Linked DNA regions of Sus scrofa: region 1 is linked to region 2. A link is a contact called in public Hi-C data. All regions are on one chromosome and are shown on one strand. Each heading gives the region's core, a stretch centred on a gene start, on an enhancer-like site or on the middle of the called end of the contact. The rest is flanking DNA. Distances are from core to core; before and after follow the strand shown.

The links. A called contact is a pair of places that touch in the nucleus more often than the background predicts.
Region 1: a Hi-C map of skeletal muscle shows a contact between it and region 2, with 2.8 times the contacts expected there. The contact joins the enhancer-like site here to the promoter of TLE3 in region 2. A contact is called at or near these places in 6 of 47 Hi-C or Micro-C datasets (blood, embryonic fibroblasts, fetal heart ventricle and 2 more) and 1 of 2 datasets of contacts at active chromatin or transcription factors (skeletal muscle).

The regions. Positions count from the first base shown.
Region 1 is chr1:167,910,636-167,917,788 of Sscrofa11.1, reverse strand. No RefSeq gene overlaps it. Among named protein-coding and RNA genes, the nearest start is that of TLE3, 58 kb to the right of the region's middle. Within about 2 kb of position 2,423, at least 17 of the 83 cell types and tissues checked have an H3K27ac peak or open chromatin away from gene starts, as enhancers often do. A contact at or near this core is called in embryonic fibroblasts and skeletal muscle, where this site is marked.
Region 2 is chr1:167,851,570-167,857,992 of Sscrofa11.1, reverse strand. TLE3 (transducin-like enhancer protein 3) reads left to right here and starts at 2,080. Exons shown (of 20, transcript XM_021100790.1): 1 at 2,080-3,160; 2 at 3,735-3,835; 3 at 4,378-4,441; 4 at 5,433-5,477. The coding sequence starts at 3,137.

The DNA of each region.
Region 1 (7,153 bases), core at 1,174-3,673, 59 kb before region 2:
CAAGCCGATAATTTTATCAAGACTCCTGTTTCACGGGCACTGGTGGGTCTGGGGCAGAGCTTGGCAAACATTTTCCGTAAAAGGTCAGGTAGTAAATTTTTTCAGCATCAAAAGCCATACCTATAGTTTCCGTCACACTTACTCAGTTCTGCCCTTATTATGCCATAGACAATATGTATACAAATGGGTGTGACTGTGTTCTAATAAAACTTTACGAAAATAGGTAGTTATTTGTCTGGAAGCTCTAGATTGGCAGTTGCTGGTCTGGAGAAAGTCAGAGCCAGAGCAAGGGAAGGGGCAGTGAGAACAGACAGAGCCAGGTGAACAGGGGAGGGATAATAGAAGAGGTCCTGAGCTCATGGAAGGATGATGGAGGGAGCAAGAAAACTGGTGGGCTCCCCCTCCACAATGTTGGTGGCCTGAACCTCCTGGCCTAGAATGCCTCCCCTTCTACTAGCCTGGTTTCCATGTTTCAAACTCCTAAAGGGGCTCTCCCATTCCGTCCATACCCTTGACGAGGGTGGGGACCAGAGCAGACTGCCTTAGGTGGGAAGCTTGTGGTAGCAGCACAGTCTCAGGAGCCTAGAGGGAGCTGAGTTCCAGTCCCACCCCTGCCGTGAACATGCTGTGTGACCTTCTATTGGATGACAGACAGCCGTAGCCCCAGGGCCTCCCCTACAAGCCATGGGGCATCACAAGATGAAGCTAGGGACAGATCTACACCAACTCTGTGCTGTGCCCCCATCCCTTCCAGCTCCTGCTGACCTCCGCAGCCTCTTCCCCAGAGCTAAGGCACGCAACCCAGTTCATGCCTCTGGCACTCCAGGCTGTCTCTGCAGCTTCTATCTCTTTGATGCGTCATACTTTCCCATAGCCAGAAGGGCCTTTGAGATCACCTAGTTAACCCTCTCAGTTTTCTTTAAGTTTTTTTGTTTGTTTTGTTTTGGCCGCACCTGCCACATAGGGAAGTTCCCAGGCCAGGGATTGAACTCATGCCTCCATGGAGACCCAAGCCACTGCAGTCGGATACTTAACCCACTGTACCAAAATGGGAATGCCTACCATCTTTTTTTTTTTTTTCCTGGTCTTTTTTAGGGCCACAACCACAGCATATGGAGGTTCCCAGGCTAGGAGTCAAATCACAGCTGTAGCCACTGGCCTATGCCACAACCATGCCAGATCTGAGCTGCGTCTGTGACCTACACCATAGCTCGTAGCAACGCCGGATCCTTAACCCACTGAGTGAGTCCAAGGATCAAAACTGCATCCTCATGGATACTAGTCAGATTCATTTCTGATGAGCCATGATAGGAACGCCTACCCTCTCATTTTTTAATGAGGAAACTGTGGCCCAGGAACGGAAAGGGACTTCCTCTAAGTCACAGGTAGATGTCCTGACTGACAGCCCATGCCCTGCCCGTCTCTCTGCCTCTGAGGAAGCCCCACCCTCAATCTATAGAATACAAATACTGCATCAAACAATATAATAATTCTTGGTGAGAAGTATTAAAAAAAAAAAAAATAGTATCCTTTCCTCCCGCCAAACAGAGCCCTATCTTAACACCCATGACGCAGCAAACAAATTATGGGAATGCAGCCCCCTTTGGGCCTCACAGCTGGGTGCCTCATGCAGTAAACAACCTGCACAGCCTTACCCAGAGGTCTGGGCCCATGCCTAGTAGCAGGGATTGCTGTTAACCTTGGCCAGCCCCAGATCACAGACCCATGTGGAGACATCAGAGACTACTCAGCTCACAGGTCATCCTTACCAAGCAGGAGTACATGCTCAGCATCATACCGGAAATCTAGATTTTGGAAACCTATAGTGTGCAAATGTTGGCAAGGGATTCCTTTTTTTAAAAAATGCAGTGCAGGCTGATTCTGTGCAGACCACAAGGACAAGTCTGTGGGCCAACAGAGTTTTGCCATTCAACTCCTCCAAACCCCTCAGGAAACAGATGTGAGATGACAGAGAAGTGACTTGTCCAAGGTGACACCTCGAGCCGGTGACAGGCTGTCTTCCAGCCTTCCCCGAGGCCTGTGACCCACACTGCGCCTGCACTTCACAAGTCAGCCCGAATTGCACACACACCTCCCGACCTGGCCCCGTCCCCAGCTGATATTTTTACCAAATGTCACAGCAGTTTGCAGGAAGGCCCAGGGTCTGGCGTGAGCCAGTAAATTATGATTGCTTGCCAGGGAGCTGTAAACAGGATTCTGATTAATGAATTCCTTAATGGTTGGGCCTGAGTGCCGACGTTGTCTGAGTGTCACCCTGGGCAGACACACAAGGAAGAGTTGGCTGGTGGGGGGTGGGGGGGAAGATTTGTGTCATGTTTTTGCCTCGGAAAGGGAAGGCTAAACCTGCTGGCGCCCAGCGCCTGAATAACCACTCCTCCCTCCTCCTAATCGTGCGCCTGCCCCATCTGAGTTCACGCCAGCTGACGTGTGCATAAGACCAGCGAGAGAGATGATGGATCCTCGGGTGAAAATAGAATTGGCTGGCCTCCACAGTGATCTCAAGAAACTTGAACATGCCCTTATCTGAATCCAAACAAAGAGCCGAGAAGCCTTCTTCCTGACGCTGACTGCCTTGCATCTGGCGGGACCCCCGAGACCTGAGCAGGAAGCTCTGGCTCAAGTCCTCTCTTGTTGAAGATGGGAAACCCGGGCAGCAGGAGCCAGACTCAAACCTGTCCAGAACCCCCAAGGATCTGAGAAGAAAGCAAACATGGGAGAGTCACTGATGAAGGGATGGTCCCACTGTGTGACCTTGGACCAGTCTCCTGACCACTCTGGACCTTGTGTTCTGCTCTGCGAAATGAAAGACCCGGAACACGTGATTCACTCAGTTCTCTGTGCTGGGGCAGGTGAGGGCAAAGCTAAGGCCAAAGAGGGGTGACAAGTAATCCACACAAGTGGCTACTTCCTGTCCCATCCCCAAGGCCAAAGTCACTGGTCAACCTGGCTTTCCTTGCCACTGAGTGGGGAGTAGCCTCACAGGCTTTTTCTGTGCAGGACTCAGGGTTGCTGCCACCAATCAGTCTCGGGCAGAAAGTATGAGAAAAGTGGTTTGCCCTCCCTGAACTGGAATATCTGTCTTCTTTGCTTTAGCCTAAGTGTGGCAGCTTGTGTGATGGAGAGAGCACTGGACTGGGAGTCAAGAGACCCAGAGAACTGTCAAGGCTCTGCAGTTAGCTCCCTTGGGTGGGATGTCCTGGAGTTTCGTCAGTCTTTTCTTGCTCGGGGTTCATGGACCAGTAAAAGCAGTGTCATCTAATTATAGTATCAGTGGGCATTCATGTATCAGGCACTGTGCAAACACTTTAGTGCATTTTCTCATGTCATCGTAATCCCTGACAAGAGAGGATTGCTGTTGTCCCATTTCGTGGGGAAGGAAATTGAGATTCAGACAGATTAAGTAAAAAAGCCCAAGTTCACAACTAGTAAGCATCCCAGTGGTCAAACCCAGGCATCATGTGACACATTAAATATGCCCATAAAGTCTTTGAGGCCCCTCCCATCAAGGAATGGAATTCCTGCCCCCGCCCCTTGAATCTGGAGTCACTGTGACTAACAGAATGTGACAAAAGGGATATTGTGTAAGTTCTGCAGCCCAGGCCTCATAAGACCTCACAGCTGCCAGTTTTGCCCCTTGGTCTATCCTGAGCATGAAGGACACTTGGAGGAGAACCACGGCTCTCCTGTGAACAGCTCACATCAGATGTGCAAGTCAGGCCAGGGCTGAACTTCCAGCCCTGCAGATCCTCCAGCGAATCCAGCAAAATGCAGCTGAGGGTCTAGAATGACCCCTCTAGAATTACATAAAGTGTACACTTACATGGTGGCCCTGGAAATAGCTGCTATTGGTCCCACCTTTCCCAGGTGAGGAAACCAAGACCCACAGCTCAAGAGAAACCAGCATTGGCACTGCCCAGCCACTTCCCAGAATTGTGAGAAATAAACCACCTTGTTTGTAGAGGTACTTGTTACACAGCAATAGCTAACTGATACATAATCTTACTCCAGGGCCACACTCTGAATATTGCTGGTGTACCTCACAAGAGGCAACTCATAGTAAGAAGTAAGAGTATGGTCTCTGGAGACAGACGACCTGGCTTCAAATCCAAACTCTGCCCTTTACTAGCTAGGGCAACCTCAGACAAGTCACTTCAGCTCTTGTGCCTTGGTTTCTCTGTCTGTGAAATGGAGGGATAATAATAGCATAGCTATCTTACTGGGTTGTTGTGAGGATTAAATCAGCCACTGGAAACATGTCAACTGCCTAGAATAGTGTCTGGCACAGAGTGCTCCCTTGTTTGCCCTAAAGAGAGGAAATTCCCAGGTCATGGTCAGTCGGGGTTACTCACCCAGTCAGGGGTCCTGGGGCCTGTGTCAGGAATCCCACCCGTCTGCTGCCTCACACATCCTCAATCCCTCAGAGAGAGCGAGAGATTGAGCCAGAAGCCCCACGAGGGACATCTGGGCCAATGACCCCTCTAGAGTTACGTAAAGTATACACTTACATGGTGGCCCTGGAAATAGCTGCTATTGGTCCCACCTTTCCCAGGTGAGGAAACCAAGACCCAGAGAAAGAACTAGCCCTTAGCCAGTCTCCTAATTCCTGGTCTAAGGCTTATCCCTCAAGCCTACCTGGCCTTTCCAGCCTGGTCCTGATGCAGCGGTGGGGGTCCTTCCTGGAGTCTCTAGGCAGACTCTCTGGGGTTCAGTTATCCAGCCCTCTTTGGGATGAGGTGGGGAGATGATCAGGGCAGGGCTAGCCCCTCTCTGAGGCCTCCTGCAACCCGAAAGGCACAGGGAGGAGGGTGGGCCTTCTTCCATCAGGTCAGCAGAGCCTTAGGTCTTATCTTGGAAGGGAGCTCTTCTGCCATCTCTTGGTCTCTCTCTCTCCCTCTCTACCTTTCTCTTCCTTGGTCCTTTGTTCCTGGTCAGCCAGCATCCCTTTCCTTCAACCTCCGTGAGGATAAACCTCCCTCTTTCCCTTTCCAGTGGGCTGAGCACCAGGCACACGGGAAACAAAAACTAAGATTTCCTGAACTCCCAATACGTGCTTTTGGTATAATATAAACATCCCCCCTTCCTTTTTTCTTTTTTTTTTTGGCTGCGCCCATGGCATATGAAACTTCTCAGGCCAGATATCGAACCCGTGCCACAGCAGTGACCCCATCTGCCACAGTGACAACACTGGATCCTTAACCCTCTCTGCCTCCTAAGAACTCTGAACATCTCCCTTTTAATTGACACAGCAATGCCACAAGGGAAGCATGGCACTGTCACAAATGAGGGAACCGCCACAAGTGAGGGAACACGGGCCCCAAAGGCCAAGTGACTTGTTCAAGAAGATACCTTTAGTAGATATCGGAGCTGGGTTTGAGTTCAGACCCTCTGCTCTCGGAGCAACACCATTTCCATCACACCACCTGGCCTCCCCCCCGGGAGAGGCCGGGAGCCCGGCCCAGAAACTCCGGTGTGGAAACAGCGAGTGGAAACTGCATTAATGAAAGGAGAGTCTGAGTGGGGCTGGGCCCCGGGGGCTGATTCCTCATCAACCTAAACCCCGGGAGGAACTGGGAGAGCTGTTCCCAGCATCCTCAGCTGCTAATTATCTGCTTCACTTTTTCCTTTCCCTTCTTGGATGTTTCCGATGCCCTCATCAAGGGCTCCCAACTCAGCCTCAGAGCTGGTAGGGCTGGAGGCAGAGCAGGGGGTGCAGAGAAGGAGCCTGCAGGGCCCCTCACAGCCCCCCAGCCCCAGGCAGCAGCCTGGGGGGGCCTCCCAGAAGGGCAAGGGCTCCCATCAGCTCCACAGGTGGCTGAATCCATGGTTCTCAATAAGGATTTGTTGGATTTATTAACTGGGCACCCTTCGGTGCTGGTTTCTGTGCTCTCATGTTCACATTCACATCTGTGTCTCACACTTTGGGCGTTCACACAACCATCTTCAGCCGTCCTCACGATGTGCCTTTACTGTGTGGACAGCCTCCCATGTGTGCTCCCACTTCGTGTTCACACGACCCCCCAAGACAGCTCTCAGGGGTCCCCCACCCTCATTGGGCTGTCCCAACCTTACACAGCAGCTGATGCTTGGAGGAGCTATGTGACCTCTCCCAGTTACTGGGTGACTGTGCCTGGAGCCAATCCAGGCCCGTTTGACCCCAGAGCCCCCGTTCTTAGGTGCTGTGCTCTAGGCAGTGGAGGGAAAATGAAAGCTCACAGGGGGAGTGCCACAGCTCATTGGCCAGAGAGAGGAGCTGGCCCAGGGCTGCCCTGCTTCTGAGCGTGGCTCTCATCTGACCTGGACCCCACTGGGGCTGAGTCCCCCTCCAAACCTGCCTGTCCCCACCTCCCTGCTTGCCCTCCCCAAAGCTTCCCACACAGCATGCTGGCCCACTGAGCCCTCCCCACTTCCAGCCCCCTCTCACCCCCTAGGCATGTGGAGTGGGAGCTGGTGAGAGTCCAGATGCCTCCGGACCACGGAGCGTTGTCAGTGATACCCACATGCCTCTGCTCAAGGCTGCAGCTGGAACCTTTGCAGCCAGCTCACTCTCACTCCCTCCTCTCTCACTTCCTCCTGCCCTCACCCCCTTCCCCACCCCGATGCCCTCTCCATTCCCTTCCCCTCTTTCTCAACCTTGCTCCTCCTCCCCAGAAAGGGAAAGGGCACAGCTCGGCTCTGAAGGCTCAGGGCCCAAAGTCAGTCCCCACTTACTCCGTGGCTGGGCAACCTTGGACAAGTCACGTGTCCTCAGAATGAAGCTAATTTGCAGGGTAGGGTCTTGGGTCTGGGAGAGGGAGAAGCCAGCAAACATTTGGGGGTGCGTGCTCTGTACCTGGCCTCCTTAGGGATCTCTCTGCCTATCCCACCTTGCAGCCTCCCAAATGGGCCTGAGTAGAGGGAGAGGTGGGAGGAGGTCCACTTGGAAATAGGGACCTGGACTGTCCATTTTTAAAATGAGGTGATGTCGCTTGCCTAATGCCTCAAGGCTGGTAAGAATTTGGTTCTGAACTTGAACTAGCTCCAGCCAAGCACAACACCCATGTTCATCATTCAGTGTGTGTATTCCCTGAGCACCTGCTGTGCAGCAGGCACCTTAACAAGACATTGTAAGGCACAGCCCACCTGTCCCAAGGGA
Region 2 (6,423 bases), core at 831-3,330:
CATTCAAAGCTAATTAAGCAGCCATTCCAAGCACTATTTGCAAGCGGGAGGCTCAGAAGCCTCGGCATTTGTCAGCGCTCCCCCACCCCGCGTGGTTTTGACTGACAGCCGCGGTCGCGGACTGACAGCGCCTTGCAGTTGAACCAATCAGTAACAGAGAGTCCCATTAGCTGTCTGTGATTGGCCTTCCTGTCCTTGCTCGGGGGCGGGGTTGGCGGCACCCACGTGGGGGCAGGAGCGAGAAAGGGGCGGGGCGGGTAGGAAGAGGGTGCGCCCACCGGTGACGTAAGGGGGAGGGCAGAGAAGGGGGAGGGGAAAAGGAAGCTCCAAAGAGGAGCCATTTTGTGTCTAATGAATGCTGCGGCCAGATGCTCGCATCTGTCGAGCCGGGCTTCTCCCCACCCCCCTCTTCGGTGCGTGCCTCACACGATTTATGTTTTTATTTAGGAAAATAAATAAATGAAGAGAGGAGTGCGGTTCGGGGCTGGCGGCCGGAGCGGGCGCAGGGAGGTTCAACTCCAAGGCGGGCGCTCACGTGTAACTCCCAACGCACCGGCCTCCGAGCGCCCGCTTGTTCTCAGCTCCTCATTAAGATGCAAAAGCGAACTCCAGCTCCTAATGAGGGGAAAATATAGATCCGGGGCCAACCGCGGGCCCCGGGGTTCGTGCAGGTCCGCGGAGATACTTGGGAAGGGGGGTACCTAGGGCCCACCTGGGCCCGTCCACTCGGCGGTGCCCGTGGGATCTGGGGCGCGGCCACTCCAGCCTTCCAGCCGCTTGAGGCCCATGTCCCCACGGCCCGTCTGCCCTGATGTAACCCCGAGTGCAGGCGATCGAGGCTATCTGTTTGCGGGCAAACTGGACCCAGAGTCGAGTGTGCAACCGCGCGGGGAGTCCCGGAGGCGCGGCGGCGGGGGTGGGAAGAGGAGCGCACGGGGGCGGATGAGAGTCTGCACCTCCCAGGGCGTCAAGGCTGGCGGCCGAGACACCTACGGGCTTGCACGCGCGCCCCTCCACAGGCTTCCGCCGACGCGAAGACCCTGCCGGGAGCAAGCTGAGAAATCCGGGACGGAACTCGGAGCTCCCGGGCCGCGGTGGGGCCAGCAGCCACGGCATTCCCGATTCCGCTTCCCCGGCCCCGACGCTCAATGAACAGCTGCGGCGAGGGCGTAGCCGTCTCCACCAGGAAGGAGCCCCGAGTGGGGATAGCGCGGGAGGACCCGAGTGTCCGCGGGCAGTCGGGCCTTTCCATCTGCTCTGCCCGCCAAAGGAGAGTTCCTTAGGCTTCTCCCCGCGGGCAGCCGCCGCACATCAAAGACGCTGTTTATTTGGCTTTCTGAAAAGGACGAATGAACAAAGAAGAAAAGCTGGGGGCCTGGGGTGGGGGGAGTAGGAGGGCAGGAGAAGGGGAAAAGAAAGGGACACCCTCAGTTCCGAGCAAAATTTTTTTAAGGTGGCAGGCAACTTCGGGAGCCACCATTTTATCGGTCCTAAATCTTGTGAAGTGAAAACATTAAAGTGACAAAGTGATTCTGTTTGTTTTATAGTATCTAATTGGGCTGCTTTGCAGACCTAATGAGATTAGAGGGAGGAATCCTTCGCCGCCTCTGCAGAATAAACTGATACATTACTACCAGCCACAGGTTTTGAGGACTGTACAGTTTGTCTTTTTTTTCTTTTGTTGTTATTCTTCTGTCTTCTCTCTTTCCCCTCCCGCCAAATAATTATTTGCTAGTAGATCGTGGGAAAAAAGAGCGGGGGGGGGGGAAATCCTTAGCAGCCCAGTACTATAATATATATCTATTTATTATATGTCTTTCGGTTAATTCCTGATCTGAGGAGCGCTGTTTTTCACTCCCCTGCGAAAGTCACCAGCGGGTAGGGCCTGATTGCTACTTTTCATGCATAGTTTTAGACACAAGAGGGCATTGTGACGTCGCGCCCGGCGGCGCCCAGTCGCAGGCCGAGTCCGACAGCCCCACGTGGGGACCCCGCGCTCCCATTGGTTAGCGGCTGGCGAAGCTGCCACATTATTTTGTTACTTTTCAGTCCCTATTTGGAACTGCTCTCGCGGCAGTTCAGACCTCGTGCTCGTCCCCCTCGCTTGTCTGTGTGTGGTATCCGCAGGTCCGGGGCACTTTTTTTTGGTGTGTGTGTGTGTGTGTGTGCGCGCGCGCGCGCGCGCGCGTCTGGGGGGATTGTCGGGGAGCGGAGAGGAGAGCCGGGCCGAGGGGAAGGAAGGAAGCCGCAGAGGTCCCCGGTCTCGGGCTGCGTCTCCCCTCCAGCGCTCTCCTGCTTGCGCGCTCGGAGGCGGCGGCGGCGGCGGCGGCGCCAAGCGCTCCTCGCTGGGGACCCGGCCCTCGAGCTGGGAGCAGCGAGGACCCTTTTGCGGCGGTTTCCTGTGCCTGCTGGAGTTAGGATGCCAGGGCGGTTGATTCCCACCTCCTGAGCGCGGAGTTTCCTCCTCGGCCCTGGGAAGGGCTCGCAGCGGCGGCGGCGACAGAAGCAGACTGAACAGCAGGCTCTCCTCTCCAAGGGGGGGCGTCGAAGCGCCCGCGCCGGGCTCCCGCCCTCACCCTCCGGCGCTCCTGCGGCCCAAGCCGCCACCTCGGTGCTTGCCTTCTTCCTCTTCTCGCGGAGAGCTGCCCCTGGGATCGGACCTGAACGCCCTGGATGCTCGGACTGCCCCGGCGCGTCCCCCTCCCGGCGCGACGCGCTGAGTGATCCGGAGGGCGCCCGCGCTTGCCCCAGGAGGGGCCCCGGACCTCGGGACCCCGCGCCGGACCCTCCGGGGTGACGACGATGTCCGCGCAGTCTCCGGCTCTGACGCGCTCCAGGCAGTGGGGGGAAGGCGGCCGGCTTCAGTCAGCCGAACCCTAGGTGCACAAAGCCCAAGCCCACCGCCCGGCCTCGGTGCCCGCCGACGACTTTGCCGCCTGCTTCTCGGCTCTTTGTCTCCGCTTGGGGCGGGCGCCTGACTCTGGGATTTCGCTGCGAGAGCGGGCTGGGGGGGCCGGGGGCGAGCTCTCGGTTTCCCGGCCGCCCCCCGCTCGGTCTTGGCTCCCCCCTCCCCCGCACCTCCCCGACCCGAGCTCTCCGCGTTTCTACGCTCTCAGAATCACGACCCCTCCCTGCCATGTATCCGCAAGGCAGACATCCGGTGAGTAATTGCAACTTGGTTTATTTAAGCATCTATCATGGCAGGGTAAACGAGGCAGTTTATCTGGCACCTCCATTTTGCTTGTTGCTACCTTTATGGTGTGTGTGGGGTGTGTGTGTGTCTGTGCGTATGTGTGTGCGCGCGCGCGCGCTCGCACAAAGGGGATGGGATGGGGGGGCGCCGTTGCGAGAGGAGGTTAATTCCGCTCGATTGGCGGGGGGGTTGGGGGGGGCTGCCAGTGTTCCCGGGGAACTGTTTGTTTTCACGCTGTCCTCCGCCCCCTCGCCTAAGTCTTCCAACTCACTCAGCCTGTCTCCCCCACCTGGGTCTTACTTGGGAAGGGGTGCCCCTTCTAAAAAGGAATGGGAGCCCCGCGGCCAATAGGGAGAGATCTCCCCCCCACGCCCCTTCGGAGAGCTGAGAAACTTGCTGGGAAGGTTCTGGGCCGTGAGGGTGGCCTCTCCGGTTGGGTGGGGGCGGGGGGAGACCAGAGGAAACCACCGAGGGGCCTGGACAGCTTGGTGCCCCGTCTGACGCCCCCGCCCCTCCCCTGTCTTGTCCTCGCCGGCTCCAGGCTCCCCATCAACCTGGGCAGCCGGGATTTAAATTCACAGTGGCTGAGTCTTGTGACAGGATCAAAGACGAATTCCAGTTCCTGCAAGCTCAATACCACAGGTAAGGTCGGTGGGGGCTGCCCCAGGGCTGGCGGGGCGGGGGAGTCCCCGCCGAAGCTCCTGTCACCCTCTCCTCTCGGGGACAGATCGGGCTCCAGACCCCGGGGCGGCGGGGCAGCCTGGGCCTCCGCCTTTTGTTTCCCCTTTCGGAGCGCGGCGCCTTAACCCCTTGGTGCGGGCAGCCTCTCGGATCCCCGCGCCGCACGCACAGTCCCCGGGGTGAGGATCCGGGTGGCGAGCCGACTCGCTCCGGGTTCTGGGGCGGGGGGCGGTCTTGAGCCTGAATCAGGATCCCACCCCTCCACCCCCACCCCCCGCCTCCGCAGCCCAGATAGGTTCACTCCTTGGGCCGCGCAAAGTTTCAAATTGTTTCACTCCCTCTCCGCGCGTCGGGGACCCAAGTCCCCCGCCGGCTGCAGAATGAGGGGGTAACCTGGGGGCACTCTACAAAGTGGCTAGGTGGCTGTCAGACGCCTTTGGGTTGGGGCCTCTGAGGAGGCTGTGCAGGCGCCAGGCCTGAGCCGGCTCCTCCTGCCCTCGCAGCCTCAAAGTGGAGTACGACAAGCTGGCGAACGAGAAGACGGAGATGCAGCGCCATTATGTGATGGTGAGAGGCGGCCGGGGCCAGGGCGGCGTGGGGTTGAGGGGCCTGGAGCTGGGTCCCCTGGCCGGCCCACTGCAGGGCAGCCCCCCAGTGTGCCCACGGGCCCCTCACCAGCCTTCCTTTGCCCGGGCCAGTTGGAAGAGGGTGGGTGAGAGGAGGGGCAGAAAGAGAAACCCAAGCCTCAGGCCAGTCACTTGCGCACTACCTTTTTGTGCCCCTTTAATTTGTGTTTTGAAGGTTTCCCAGAGGGCTGATTGCCCTGTCTTGGCTAGTGAGGTAAGATTGGATCAGCCCACGTTAGGGTTGGATAAAAATCTCTCTCAGTGACCTCCTGGGAGTGTTTGGAAACTTTGCTGCTTTGCAGCCCCAGGACCTAGCCAGAGTGGGACAGAAACCCTCTCTGCCTACCCCTTTGCTTCCCAGGGGTTTCTGAGAGTGGAGGAGCCTTTTCAAGTCCCCTGTCTCCACTGCCCTTTCAGGGATCCCGCAGCTGAGGATCTGGTCAGCCTGGGGCAGTAGGGAGATGTCCCCCTTTCCCCCAGAATCTGTTCCAGCAAGTTTATGTCTTCTCTTGGTGAGGAGGGCATGGCAGGTACTTGAGTGAGGCTTCCTGCACCGCTTTCCGCATAAGTGGCCTTTGACATCTTGCTGAATAACTCTTAGAGGAGAGGCCAAGAGGGTCCTAGTGTACACGTGATTCCCTGTTGAACCCAAACCTTCTCTAAAGAGGATATGGGGCACAGGTGGGGCTAGTGGGAGGGAGGGCCCAGCTCTTCTTATGCTATTGCTCATAGGATGTTCTGTTGAGATGAGAACAGCATTCGCCCATCTTCAGCTCTTCAGCCCCCCCCCCCCCAGGAGGCTTTAGAACTTGATTTAAACTTCTTTAGCAAACGTATCATAAAAGTACCATTTGGCCACCCCCCCCCCAAACTGGTTTTGGAAAATGAACACACTTCATTTGTGAGTTAACAGCAACTCTTTTTACTTTTAGTACTATGAGATGTCCTATGGCTTGAACATTGAAATGCACAAGCAGGTAAGTGCTGCAAAATGTATGTCTAATTTTTAAAATCTTACATAACATGTGGATTTATTTATTTATTTTTTTAATGGTCACTCCTGTTTGAAATGAGCCTAGTTGTTGTACCTCCCCTTCCTCCTTGACGAGTGATCAGATCCAGCCCTTGACACACGGGGGTCTGAGGTTTGGCTGATGCCTTAGACACATGTTAAGCTTTCAGCATTCGAGCTTGTGAAGTTTGTCCTGGTCTTGGATCTTGGTGGAGGAGAAAGGAGCAAAAGGAAAGTTGTCCCTTCAGGATGTGCTTTACAAACTCCTGAAACCTAGAGGTGGCTGGCTGCTTTTATTTGTTTAATGTAAAATTCTCAAGGGGAGAGGCAGGAGGGGGTGTGTGTACAAAATGTGATGTTCTGCCTTGATTAAACTTCGAAAGCCTTAAAAAGCCAGGCTGAGCTGTCAAAATGTAAGGGAATAAGCTAGCAACTGCTTAAAAATATAAAGCCAGAATGAACTACAACCTAATGCCTTACACGTTTGAGGCAGCTTTCCCATCTTAATGGGAAGGCAGGAATGGGAAGGCAGCCACAGTTGGTCCTATTTTCCAGAGAAGGAAGATGAAGTAGAGAGGTGAAGTAACAACAGCCCAGGGGCAGCCTCGCCGGGACTTTTGAGATGGCTGGGGGTTGAGCTCAGCTTTGAAATCCTGAAGTCAAACCAGTTTAGCTAGTGTGGTGGTGTTTGATGGATATGTAAACTGCTCCGCATTGTCACTCTTCTAATAACAGTATACCTCAAACCGGCAAATACAAACACCTTTATCTTGGGTGCATATCAGTAACTCATATCCCGGGTGCTGGGCTGGGCTGTGGGAGAGGCCTGTTTGTGTATTTGTGTTCCGAGGAGAGGCTGCCTATAATTTGGCTTGGCCAGCGATTAGCGTTGACTTGGCACGGATAAATGG